Regions from separate parts of the Hordeum vulgare genome. Here region 1 is linked to region 2. A link is a contact called in public Hi-C data. All regions are on one chromosome and are shown on one strand. The core of a region is the stretch at or near the end of the contact, and the rest is flanking DNA. Distances in the headings are between cores, read along the strand shown. Region 1 holds the start of LOC123430387. Region 2 holds the start of LOC123426934 (vacuolar iron transporter 1-like).

Region 1 (6,233 bases), core at 3,014-5,513, 130 kb after region 2:
CAGTTAATCCCGTACGTTGTTCCCTTTGCTCTTCGGTATGTTACTTGCCCGAGATTCGATCGTCGGTATCTCCATACCTAGTTCAATCTCGTTACCGGCAAGTCTCTTTACTCGTTCCGTAATACAAGATCCCGTGACTAACTCCTTAGTCACATTGCTTGCAAGGATTATTGTGATGGTGTATTAACGAATGGGCCCCGAGATACCTCTCCGTCATACGAAGTGACTAATCCCAGTCTTGATTCATTCCAACCCAACAGACACCTTTGGAGATACCTGTAGAGCACCTTTATAGTCTCCCAGTTACGTTGTGACGTTTGATACACACAAGGTATTCCTCCGATCTCCGAGAGTTGCATGATCTCATGGTCATAGGAACAAATACATTGAAATGTAGATAACAGTAGCAATAAACTGACACGATCATATGCTATGTTCATAGTTTGGGTCTTGTCCATCACATCATTCTCCTAATGATGTGATCTCGTTATCAAACGACATCTCATGTCTATGGCCAGGAAACCTTGACCATCTTTGATCAACGAGCTAGTCAACTAGAGGCTTACTAGGGACAACGTGTTGTCTATGTATCCACACATGTATTTGAGTTTCTAATCAATACAATTCTAGCATGAATAATAAACAATTATCATGAAAAAGTAAATATAATAATAACTAATTTATTATTGCCTCTAGGGCATATTTCCAACATTCGCTCCATAAATCCTTAGAAATGCTAGAAATAATTCACAAAAAGTTTCATTCGATTCCGAGAACTTTTATTTCTGCACAAAAATAACACCAAGGTAGTTGTGCTGAAAACAACGTCAGTCCGGGTTAGTTTCACTCAAATCATGCAAGTTAGAGGCCAAAACGTGAGCAAAAGTGTATGGAAAATTAGATACGTTGGTGACATATCAGTCACCACCAACTCTCTCCTCCTCTATGAAGCGGTGTAAAACCTCTTTTTTCGTTGTAATCTCTAATTAAACATGGTGCTTAATGCTATATATTATTATCCAATGATGTACGACTATCTTATGATGTTTGAGTATATCTCTTTCGCCCTACGGGTTAATTGTGGTATGGTTTCATTGATATGAGTTGTATGCTAATATGGTGTTGTCCTAAGGTGCCTTCCGTGCAACGCATACGTGAGGGATTCCCGCTGGAGAGTTTGCAATATGGTCATCATTCACTTATAGTGGGTGGCTAGAGTGACATAAGCTTACACCCGAGTACGGGGATTCTTTATGTATGGGAGTAAAGGGGACTTGATGTTTAATGCTATGGTTGGGGTTTACCTTAATGATCTTTAGTAGTTGCGGATGCTTGCTAGAATTCCAATCATAGGTGCATATGATCCAAGTACGGGAAGTGTGTTAGTGTATGCCTCTCCCTCAATGCATATGATAAGTATCTGATACGTCTCCAACGTATCTATAATTTTTGATGGTTCCATGCTATTATCTTGTCAAACTTTGAATGTTTTGTAAGCCTTTTATATATTTTTCGGAGTAGAATATTAAACGGAGTCCAAACGGAATAAAACTTCCGAAAAGATTTTTTCCGGAACGGAAGATACGCAGGGGGCGTGAGAACCAAGGCAGAGGCCACCAGGGGAGGCCACAAGCCCCCTAGGCGCGGCCAGGGGGGCCCGCCTAGCAGGCTTGTGGACCCCGTGTGGCTCGTCTGCCCTACCTCTTCCGCCTATAAATTCCCGAAAAATCCAAAACTACGCGAGAGATCCACGAAAATACTTTTCCGCCGCCGCAAGCTTCTGTCTCCGCAAGATCCCATCTGGGCACGTTTTGGTGCCCTACCGGAGGGGGGATTCGGATACGGAGGGCTTCTTCATCAACACCATTGCCTCTCTGATGATGCGTAAGTAGTTCACCATAGACCTTCGGGTCCATAACTAGTAGCTAGATGGCTTCTTCTCTCTCTTGGATCTTCAATACAAAGTTCTCCATGATCTTCATGGAGATCTATCCGATGTAATATTCTTTTGCGGTGTGTTTGTCAAGATCTGATGAATTGTGGATTTATGGTCAGATTATCTATGAATCTTATTTGAGTTTCTTCTGATCTCTTATATGCATGATTGCATATCCTTGTAATTCTCTTTGAGTTGTGGGTTTTGTTTGGCCAACTTGATCTATGATTCTTGCAATGAGAGAAGTGCTTGGTTTTGGGTTCATACCGTGCGGTGACCTCACCCAATGACAGAAGGGGTAGCGAGGCACGCATCGTGTTGTTGCCATCAAGGGTAAAAAGATGGGGTTTACATCATTGATTTGAGTCTATCCCTCTACATCATGCCATCTTGCTTAAGGCGTTACTCTGTTCGTCATGAACTCAATACACTAGATGCATGATGGATAGCGGTCAATGTGTGGAGTAATAGTAGTAGATGCAGAAAGTATCGGTCTACTTGTCTCGGACGTGATGCCTATATGTATGATCATTGCCTTAGATATCGTCATGACTTTGCGCGGTTCTATCAATTGCTCGACAATAATTTGTTCACCCACCGTAATATTTGCTATTCTGAGAGAAGCCTCTAGTGAACACTATGGCCCCCGGGTCTACTTCACATCATATTTTCAGCCTTACACTTTTACTTCGTTGCACTTTCCGCCTTCAGATCTCACTTTGCAATCAATCTTGAAGGATTGACAGCCCCTTTATAGCGTTGGGTGCAAGCTCGTTTGTGTTTGCGCAGGTACTCTGGACACTTGGCTTGATTCTCCTACTGGATTGATACATTGGTTCTCAAACTGAGGGAAATACTTAGTGCTACTGTGATGCATCACCCTTTCCTCTTCAAGGAAAAAACCAACGCAAGCTCAAGAGGTAGCGGTATCTATCGTGTTATATTCAATTTCTATGAACAATCTTTCTCTTGCGTTACAAAAAAGTTTCTACTAAATAACTAACTTAACTAATCTTTATCGAAACAACCCCTAACTTTTATTTACTTGTTCTTTATTACCTTGCAAACCTTTCTATCACACCCACTAAGTACTTCTAGTTTCCTTCCCGCAAAGTAGTTTCATACTTGTTCTAGGTAAAGTAAGCATTAGCATGCGTAGAGTTGTACGAGTGGTCGATGGAACTTGAGAGAACATTAACTCTACCTTTAGCTCCTCGTTGGGTTTGACTCTTAATTATCAAAAAAGGCTACAAACGATCCCCTATACTTGTGGGTAATTACATGGCACAGTTTTTCACCCTCAGAGGTAGGGACCAAGGTGGCGCCCCAAGAGGATCACACCACCCACATGCATTGTCGTTGTCGGCGCTGATGCGCAAAGCTTTCGCTCGAACTCATCTCCATCGTGCCATGTGAGCACACCACTAGCCCTCCACAACGAGGTCCTCACCATGATGGAACGGGGGACATCATGTCCAAATTAGGGCTTGGCCACCACCAACGGCGACAACTTTGCCAAGATAACTGACCACAACGCACATCGCCACCCGCATACCCAAGCACACCACCAACACCAAGCACCATCCTACTTGTTGAAGAACCAAACCGTGTAGCCCCGCAATTTGGAACCACCACCCTGACATTCTTGGCCCCGAGGCCGGCCACGTATCACGCCTACGACCATGGACCATCACAGTAGAGGACGAAAAAGGCCACTCCTTCCCCTCCTTGGATGACTCCTTGCCTCACGCCCACCTACAATGGCTAACCCCACCCCGCCAGCCACCGACCACCAACTGCAGCGACAACCATCAATATCCAAATCGAGCCCCACCCAGCAGAGGCCCAAACTGGAGGGGGTCGTCCGCACCATCGCCCACTTTGCTCGCATGGACAAAGGGTGAGCTCCTCGACGACATTGGTCATCACATGGAGGAACGGGAGGGACCACGACCATCTGGTGGCGGATCGGCACCCGAGGCAGTAACGAGATCTAGAGAAACGTGGTAGGGTTTTATAAATTCCTGAAAAATGTGAAACATATACATATTTCCCAATAATATTATGAAGAAGTCATATTATCTCCTCTCATTTCTACTCTTAAAAACCATTAGACATATTTCAAATGGTCTCAAAATTCCAAATATTAAAAACCATTGCTCACAGGAAATCATCTACCCTCTCTGTCTCCCAAATTCCAATCCCCCTGGTTTAGAACGGCACGACTTGCAAAGCTGTTTATCTCAACCCAACCCAGCCCAACCCAATACCCTCTCGGTGCCTCCCAATCCACCACCATCCAAACAATGAATGAACAGATAATCCAACCAAACATTTTCCATTCCCATCCTCCGCAAAACCCCCAAACTTAGCTAGCCTACCAAGGAAGAGGAAAATATTCCTCTTCCCTTAGCTCCGACGCCGCCGGCTTCCTCCGGCCGCGCCGCCGGTCGAACCCGCCATAGATCTCGACCGAAGCACGCTTACCAGGCGAGCAGGCGTCCTCTTCCCTCCGACTGGGTCGGTGTGGAGAGGAAGGCCCACTCGACGCGGCTCCTTTGGTTGGCTGGTAAGGAAACCCTAGCTTGCTCGGATCGCTGTTCGTTTTTCTCCGGGAATTTGTTCCCTGTGAAAAACCGAATCCCAGCTAGATATTTCTTGCTCAAGATCGATCTTAGTGAACTCCATCCCATTGATAGGATTGTCCAAGGTGCGGGTGCATCTACATCTATTTTGGTGTTGTTACCATTCAAGTTGAATTATCTGATGGCAATTCATTCTATTAAGAAGAAGAAAATGTACGGGGTTCAGCATTCCACCCCTGTTTCGGTTGCTCTCCTAGGAGTCAATTTATCACATGCATTGTTGCAGATGCTAGTCCGCTCTATTTGTTTCTGAAATTCCATGTTCCTGCCCCAGAGGCAAGAAGAGGATAATGCTTTTGCAGCGTGTTTGGTTGGGGGTAATAACAGTCAGGGAATGAGAATTAAAGGGGTATGAGACTTCAAATCTTTTGTTTGGTTAGGGGGGTTGAGAATTTATAAAGGAATAGGCATGGGACTTGAGACTACAACTCCCACCATTTTATTAACAGGGGAGGGAGTGGGAGTTGGGAGGGAATTGTTTTAGTGAGTCAATCTTAACCCTTCATCGTAACTTATGTTCACTCCCGTGGTCTAGTCCATAGCCAATTTCCATGAACCAAACAAGGGAATGCAAATTCTCCTTCAATTCTCACACAGAATTCCTATCCTGCGCCAAACAGGGGATTGAGAATAAACGACTCATCGCATGTCTAATCTCAATATAACTCCCTATACTAAGCTCCCATTCCCCTTCCCAAATATTGCCAAACGTGCTGTTGTTGTTTTGACATTTTGAACTATGCTTTAGGATAATGTTTTGCTTTGAGAGCTCATGTTGCTTTGAATGGTTGGGTGGCGTTATTTGTAGGAAGAGCCTTTCTCGTATCAAGTGTATAACAAGCTAAAATTGCTGGATTGAAATATCAATGCTACTAATACCGTTTTCCTTTCATCATTGCGGGATATTGTTGGATTCAGATGTAAATGCTACCTGTCCTTGTATCTAATGCATTACATATAGTAATAGTGATCACAAGAAAGATAGGAGTACCGGCTGACCCAACTATCCAATGTATGTCCATGGATTAAGTAATGCTGACTCACTTTTTTTTGTTAAAATCAACTGTACTAGTGGCTACTTGATTGATTGATTTATTTGCCTTTGACTGCCGTTATCTGAACAGTACCGTTTGTGCTTTGTAGCTTGTTCCAAGGTTAAATGGCAAACAGAGCAAGGTGGGTGATGAAGTTTGAAAAGGGGCTTATTGATATACTACATGAGAACAATAATTCACATTATAGGACTCCAAACGGATGGAGAAGTGAGGGATGGAAGAAAATTGTTAAGGAATTTAATGATAGGCACCCAGATGCAGGGTTTACTAAAGTTCAAATTCAGGAACATGAGACTCAGCTGAAGAAAGACTATAAATTGATAAAATCCATCCTTCAGCGTGATGGTGTTTCATGGGACCAGAATGCTTCTATGATCAGAACAACAGATGAAATCTGGGATGAGATAATCGACGTGAGATTCTAACTCCTACTCGAGTGATTATTTATATGACCACATAATATTTAATTTTTTGTTTTAATTTACTAGGAGTCACCAAAAGCGCGGAAGTACCAAAGTAAGAGTTTTCCATTGCTTCAATCGCTGGAGATGTTACTTGAAAGTAATTCCCTTCCCTTTCTAATTGGTTCAGAAGCAT
Region 2 (6,113 bases), core at 2,022-4,521:
GGGATGTGAAGGCTGGAATGGACTTGTACCAGGACATGAGGGCAAGGGGTGTCATGCCAGATTTGGTGGCATACAATGCACTGGTGAATGGGCTTTGTCGGGCAAGAAATTTTAAGGCTGCCGAATGCATCGTGGAAGAGATGAGGAGCATAGGTCTGAAGCCAGATAAGGTGACTTACACCACCCTCATTGATGGTTGCTGCAAGGACGGCAAGCTAGACACGGCGATGGATATTAAGCAGAAAATGGCAGACGAGGAGGTTGCGTTGGATGAGGTAACATATACAGCACTCATCTCCGGGCTGAGCAAGGCAGGACGGCCTGTCAATGCCCAGAGGGTCCTTGTTGAGATGATGAAAGCTGGTTTGGAGCCCGACAACACGACCTACACGATGGTGATTGACGCCTTCTGTAGGAAAGGCGACGTAAAGACAGGCTTTAAACTACTGAAGGAGATGCAGAACAAGGGTCGAAAACCAGGAGTTGTGACATATAATGTGATTATCAGTGGCCTCTGCAAGCTGGGGCAGCTCAAGAATGCCGACATGCTTCTGCATGCAATGCTCAATATAGGGGTCACCCCTGATGATATCACATACAACATACTCTTGGATGGGCAGTGCAAGCATGGAAAAGTTACTGATTCTGAAGAGCTGAAAAGTGCAAAAGGAATGGTGCCAGATTTTGGCGTTTATACTTCGCTGATCAGCGAACTTGTCAAGAAGAAGCCAGCCAAGAGCTACCACGATAGATAAGATTTCTGCGTAAAGGCATCTTTTGAGTACTTCCTCACCAGTGAAGAACCATTGGTCTCCGAGATGGGAGGATGCAATATGATTAGGCTCTGCAAGTTTAGGCAGACGAATATTGCTACTCCACTCCTCGACGAGGGATACATACTTCACAGCGTAGCATGGGGAAAGCCTACATGGTACATGGTCTTTTGGTTCTGTAATTTTGCTTCTCTTATTAGTAAATAAATAAGATGGTGACAGATGTTCACTTGAAACTTGAATTCTGAGACGCCTTGAGCATTTTCTTTAGCAATTGGTCTACCTGTATACCAATGATGTATTGGCTGCTTATAGGGTTCAGATGATTCTCCTTGCTCAGGCAACACTGCTCTCTCAGGTTGGGCTGACAGTTGAAATCATCGTAAGGTATATTCTACTTCCTCCGTTCCTAAATATAAGTCTTTAAGAGTTTCTACTAAAAAACAACATATAGACATACATTAAAGTGTAGATTCAATCATTTTGCTCCGTATGTAATCCTCTAATAAAATATGTAAAAAGACTTATATTTAGAAACGGAGGGAGTATTATTCTGTTCTAGCTCATGCTTCTTCTATTTAAAACTAGTTGTGGTAGAACAGTAACTTTGATAAGTTTACCCATAGAGTCCCAGTCTACAACAAAACGTGTGCTTGATAAGTTATGTTGGTCTCACTCAGGATAGACTTTGTGCACTAATTTCACTTACTTGACATCTCAGTTCAGCTTACATAGAGCTAGCATGCAAGTATTTTATCCTCCCAACAATTATTCATGACTACGTGTAAGGTAAGAGTTTTTGTTTTAGATAAAGGAGGAGCAGACTAGCTTCTTCTGCAACTGATTGTAATGTAATATAATGCATTGTTCAAAGAAGCAAAATCACATCTGTTCTGAATACATTGCAGTCTAGTGAAAAGTTTGGATACTGAGTGCACCCCATAAGACTATCTAGCTTGCACAGCCTTCGCCATCCCGTACGCCGCAGCAGAAGCAACAGCACCAATAATGGTAGTCTGGACAGCGCTAAGGAATGGGCGGTTCCCAGTAAACCGACCCTTGATGTAGCCAAAGAAAAGGAGAGCGAGCAGCGTGACTCCAACTGATGTGAGCATGGCGTCCTGGACCGTGGAGATGAACATGTAGGGCAGGAGAGGGACCAATCCACCGATGATATAAGATAGTGCTATTGTTAAAGCACTCTGCAGAGCTCTTCTAGGGTCCGGCTTCTCCAATCCCAGCTCGAACCTGAACACATTTCTCCGGTTAGTAAAGCAAAATCATGCCTATCACTGTATTTTTTTTACAAAAAACTGTTACGGTTCATCCGGTATGTTTTTCCTTTGACTGTTACGGCTCCTTTGTTTACTTGAAAACTATGGCAGTATCTACATTTTCAGTATGGTACAATAGAAACAATTCAGTGTAAGTAGCTGATTGTCATATACCTCATCATGAACTCGAGCCAGGCCTGCGGGTTCCTCCGGAGGCCCTCCACAACGGGGCCATACTCATGCGGTTCGAGCCCATACTCCGCCATGATATCCCCAATCTCAGCAGCCTCTGAATGATCATTAAAAAAGTCAAAATACCAACGGTGGTTAGGCTGCAAGTTACATACACACTGGGGGAATCTGGGAACTTGCTATCCAGTTATGTCCATCTACCGGTGTCTGGGACGGCAATGATCTCCTCCTGCTCTCTCTTCATCTCCCGCTTGTAGTGATCTGCCTCGCTTTGGGCAGCCAGGTACCTACCCACATGGCACAGTGGCGGATCAGAAAATTGACAATCATGCATTCGTGGGCGCCTTTTTGAATTGTAAACAATGTGATCTAGTCTTTTTCCACAGTTTATATAGGGACAAGTAATTATTCTCCAACCCACTACCATTTGTGGGCACTTTCTGAATTGAAAAAGTCGTGATGTTAACATAAAGTGTGCTGAAATAGCACGTCGAAGAGGGCCACATGTCCGCGCACTTGTCCATCTCACGGGCTAACTTTCCCCCCAACAATTTCTTGGGTCGACATGAGGGTAATTTACAAGTTGCAGTTGAGACTAAAAGTGAAGAACAGACGGTTAGACAGCGACGTCCTTGTGTGTGCAATGCAATCTGCAGAAGAATGAGCAGGCGTTCACGAGATAACAAAGTGCTCCCTCCTTTCCATAATATAAGAACGTTTTTGACACTACGCTAGTTTAAAAAACGCTCTTATATTGTGGGATGGAGGGAGTAAAATTTAGCACGTAAACATGTGCCGTGGTGAATATATGTAGCCATGGCTGACTTGGATCTAGCTTCATGACATTAAAAATACTAGCTCAGATATGCAGAAATACGACTGCAGATTCACTATAAGAAGTAATACAGTCGGACACAATCCTAACAGCGGGAGCATTGCAAACAGGCAAGAACCATTCCGTGAAGTCAGGCACGAGTGTTGACAAAACAATATGTATCTGTATTGTATTGTAACCTCGGTTACCTCGCTACTAGATGAGCGGCGCGTGATTGAGAAGCAAAGCAGATGACAGGAGGGATCGGAAGTTACCCTCCGAGGCCCATGGAGATCGCCCCGGCGGCGACCTCGGCGAGGCCGGCGGTGAGGACGAGCGACGAAGGCGCGCTGGCGCCGGAGAGGCCGGCGGCGAGGGCGAAGGGCACGGTGAGGCCGTCGGAGACGCCCATGATGACGTCGCGCACCACCTCCCCGGCCGTGAAGTGCCGCTCCCGGTGGCTCGGCGGGCCCTTCCCCAGCATGGGCTGCCGGCCGTCGCCGTGGCCGTCCATCGCCGCCGCCGCCCTCGCTCGCGAGGGCAACAGACAGAATCGAGCCGACAAGCGAGAGGGAGGCGGACAGGTGGAAGGGAACGGGGGCTGGAGGTATGGTGCGTTGGACTCCCTTCTCGTCCTATCTGAATCGCTATTTATAGAGGCGGTGATTTTACTCTTGTTTTTCTGGGAAAAAAGGGTAGGTGGTTTTAGTCGGCACAGCTGCGACGGCCCAGTACCCGTGGTGGGGCTCTTCTACATCGTACTGGACCTTCGCTCACAGGATTAGTAAGGTCTCGTACAATGCAAGACGTTTACAGAAGATGCTTAGAGAAATAAACTACTCCCTCCATCCGAAAATACTTGTTCTAAAAATGAATATGATGGATGTATTTATAATCAAAATAAATCTAGATACATTCATCTATAAGACAAGTATTTCCGGACGGAGGTAGTAGTTTCTTGTAAGCATTGATGTTCATTTGTAAAGAATAAAAGTTTAATTAGACGTTTCTTTTGAAGAAATAGACACTGATGCTTAAAAAAAATCTGATTTATTTTTCTAAGCATCCCTAAGCACCTAGCATTGTACAAGGCCTAATGGGCCGAACATTCAGCTAGGAGTTGGGAGATGCTTTTCTCATTTCTCAAAAACAAAAAATAAAGGAGTTGGGAAAGGCATAAACCGGAACAGAGAACAAATAGCCAACACTCTGAGCACTCTGAATTCTGAAGCACTGTGCCAGAAGGCCTGGGCCTGGAACCAGTACGAATTGCCAACAGCTTCAGTTTCCATCGATTTACCCATTTATTACTTGAGAAAGAGCACCACGACCCACATAATTTTGACCGAATGAAGTTCATACGGGATCTCGATCCACAATGATTATACTACAATGAACCAAACGTATGGCAACGGAAAGCTCTTTGCCCTTATTCCTTTCCTCTGAATCTGCTTTGCTTTTAGGCCCTTTCCTACCTGCCTGATCTCTCAACAATAGCCTCTACTTCCTCTAACTGCTCTGCTTCCTGAATTGAATCCACTACTTCCCCTGGGAGGTCTGCTTCTCGAACTCCTCGACGTATCTCGCAAAGTTGAGGATGATCCTCTTGCCTTCAGGTGTGATAATACTCTCTGGGTGGAACTGGACCCCCTGGAAAAATTACACCATATCAGTTAGCAGTCTCACGAGACCGGCAGGAGAATTGTGCCTAAGCGACACATAATGTGTGGGGTTGAGGAATACCTGGATATGTGTGTACTTCTTATGGCGAGCAGCCATGACAAGTCCATCTTCAGTCCATGCCGTAACTTCCAGCTCATCATGTGGGAAGCTTTCCTCCTCAATGACCAAGCTATGATATCTTGCGGCGGTAAAAGGGCTGTTCGTCCAAGTGAGGATCATGTCAAATCAGAAGCTCAATTTGGAGAAGTGCCAGGCTGAACAAGGAAACAAACACAAACATTCTCCGTGGTTGACAAAAAAAGCTACCTCCATTCTAGCATACTATCATCATTACTAACTGAATATGTTGAAAATTCAACTCCCCATTGCATGGCATACGTTACAAAATTTCTCAAGATAAACCAAAGTGCACTAAACAGGTAAAATAGAGCTCAAAAGCATTCCTGGCTATCATAAAAACAGAAGCAGTCACAAGATGTGTTCAGTTCAATGTTTGTGATAGCAGTGTCAGCTGACTGTTATGTAATTTAAGCTAGAACTGAACAATCCATTGTTTACTAAATGGTTGAAAAATCATACTTTGACAAGCCCTCGAATATGGACTTTCCTAGAACTTCATCATAGTAAACTGGAGAGCTTTTTCCATGCATTACACCAGAAGGAACGCGGATAATCTTCCCTGTATATTCATATAAAAGAAAAAACATCAGCAAGACTGAAGAACAGATAATGGAAAACCATGTGTCCATAGGGATAAATCTAACCTCCAAAAGCCTCCCCAATGCACTGCAGACCCATGCAAACTCCGAATATTGGGATAGTTGGCCCGAGTTCCAGGACAGTCTGCAATGATATACCTGAATCTTGCGGTTCACCTAAAGAGGAAATATGAATGTTAAGGTAAGAAACTTTAACCTGTTATGAGATTTGGTAAGAGAAACTAACCAGGCCCTGGAGAAATAAGTATTCCTCGTGGGTTCATCCTACATGAGATTAAAGAAAGGAACATCATCAGCAAAGTTGTAATATGGTATAGCCCCTTTAGTTGGACCAGAACGAAACTAAATTACAATTGAGGAGGTGCTCAGAGAACTATACCTCTTTACCTCCTCTATGGTAAGTTCATCATTACGGTACACCTCAAAATTTAACCCAAGCTCCCCCATATACTGCATCAAACACTCAATTTCAGCAAGACGTGTTTTCTCATAGCATGTGTTCATGTCATATTAAAATAAAGGTGCAAAAGAATAGATTTAACCATCTCATAAGTACGTGCATCTGAAACAGACATAGAACCTAACCAAACCATGTATTCTTGATTCCAATTTGGATTTTGCAGACAAGGAATGCTTCTTAAAAGGTCACATTTTTAAA

What was found. Hi-C and Micro-C count contacts between places; a contact is called where the count stands out from the background.
Region 1: a Hi-C map of leaf shows a contact between it and region 2, with 6 times the contacts expected there. The contact joins the promoter of LOC123430387 here to the promoter of LOC123426934 in region 2. A contact is called at or near these places in 3 of 6 Hi-C or Micro-C datasets (leaf and seedling) and 1 of 1 datasets of contacts at active chromatin or transcription factors (embryo).

The regions. Positions count from the first base shown.
Region 1 is chr2H:514,740,314-514,746,546 of MorexV3_pseudomolecules_assembly, forward strand. It overlaps LOC123430387, which reads left to right and starts at 4,264. Exons shown (of 4, transcript XM_045114254.1): 1 at 4,264-4,505; 2 at 5,725-6,049; 3 at 6,125-6,197. The coding sequence starts at 5,741.
Region 2 is chr2H:514,607,670-514,613,782 of MorexV3_pseudomolecules_assembly, forward strand. It overlaps LOC123426934 (vacuolar iron transporter 1-like), which reads right to left and starts at 3,272. Exons shown (of 3, transcript XM_045110854.1): 1 at 2,441-3,272; 2 at 2,222-2,336; 3 at 1,621-2,021. The coding sequence starts at 2,708. The coding sequence ends at 1,721. LOC123426933 (anthranilate synthase beta subunit 1, chloroplastic-like) reads right to left here. Exons shown (of 8, transcript XM_045110852.1): 3 at 5,835-5,905; 4 at 5,682-5,719; 5 at 5,501-5,611; 6 at 5,316-5,415; 7 at 4,797-4,932; 8 at 4,339-4,703. The coding sequence ends at 4,593. It overlaps LOC123430386 (putative pentatricopeptide repeat-containing protein At1g09680), which reads left to right. Exons shown (of 1, transcript XM_045114252.1): 1 at 1-1,009. The coding sequence ends at 755.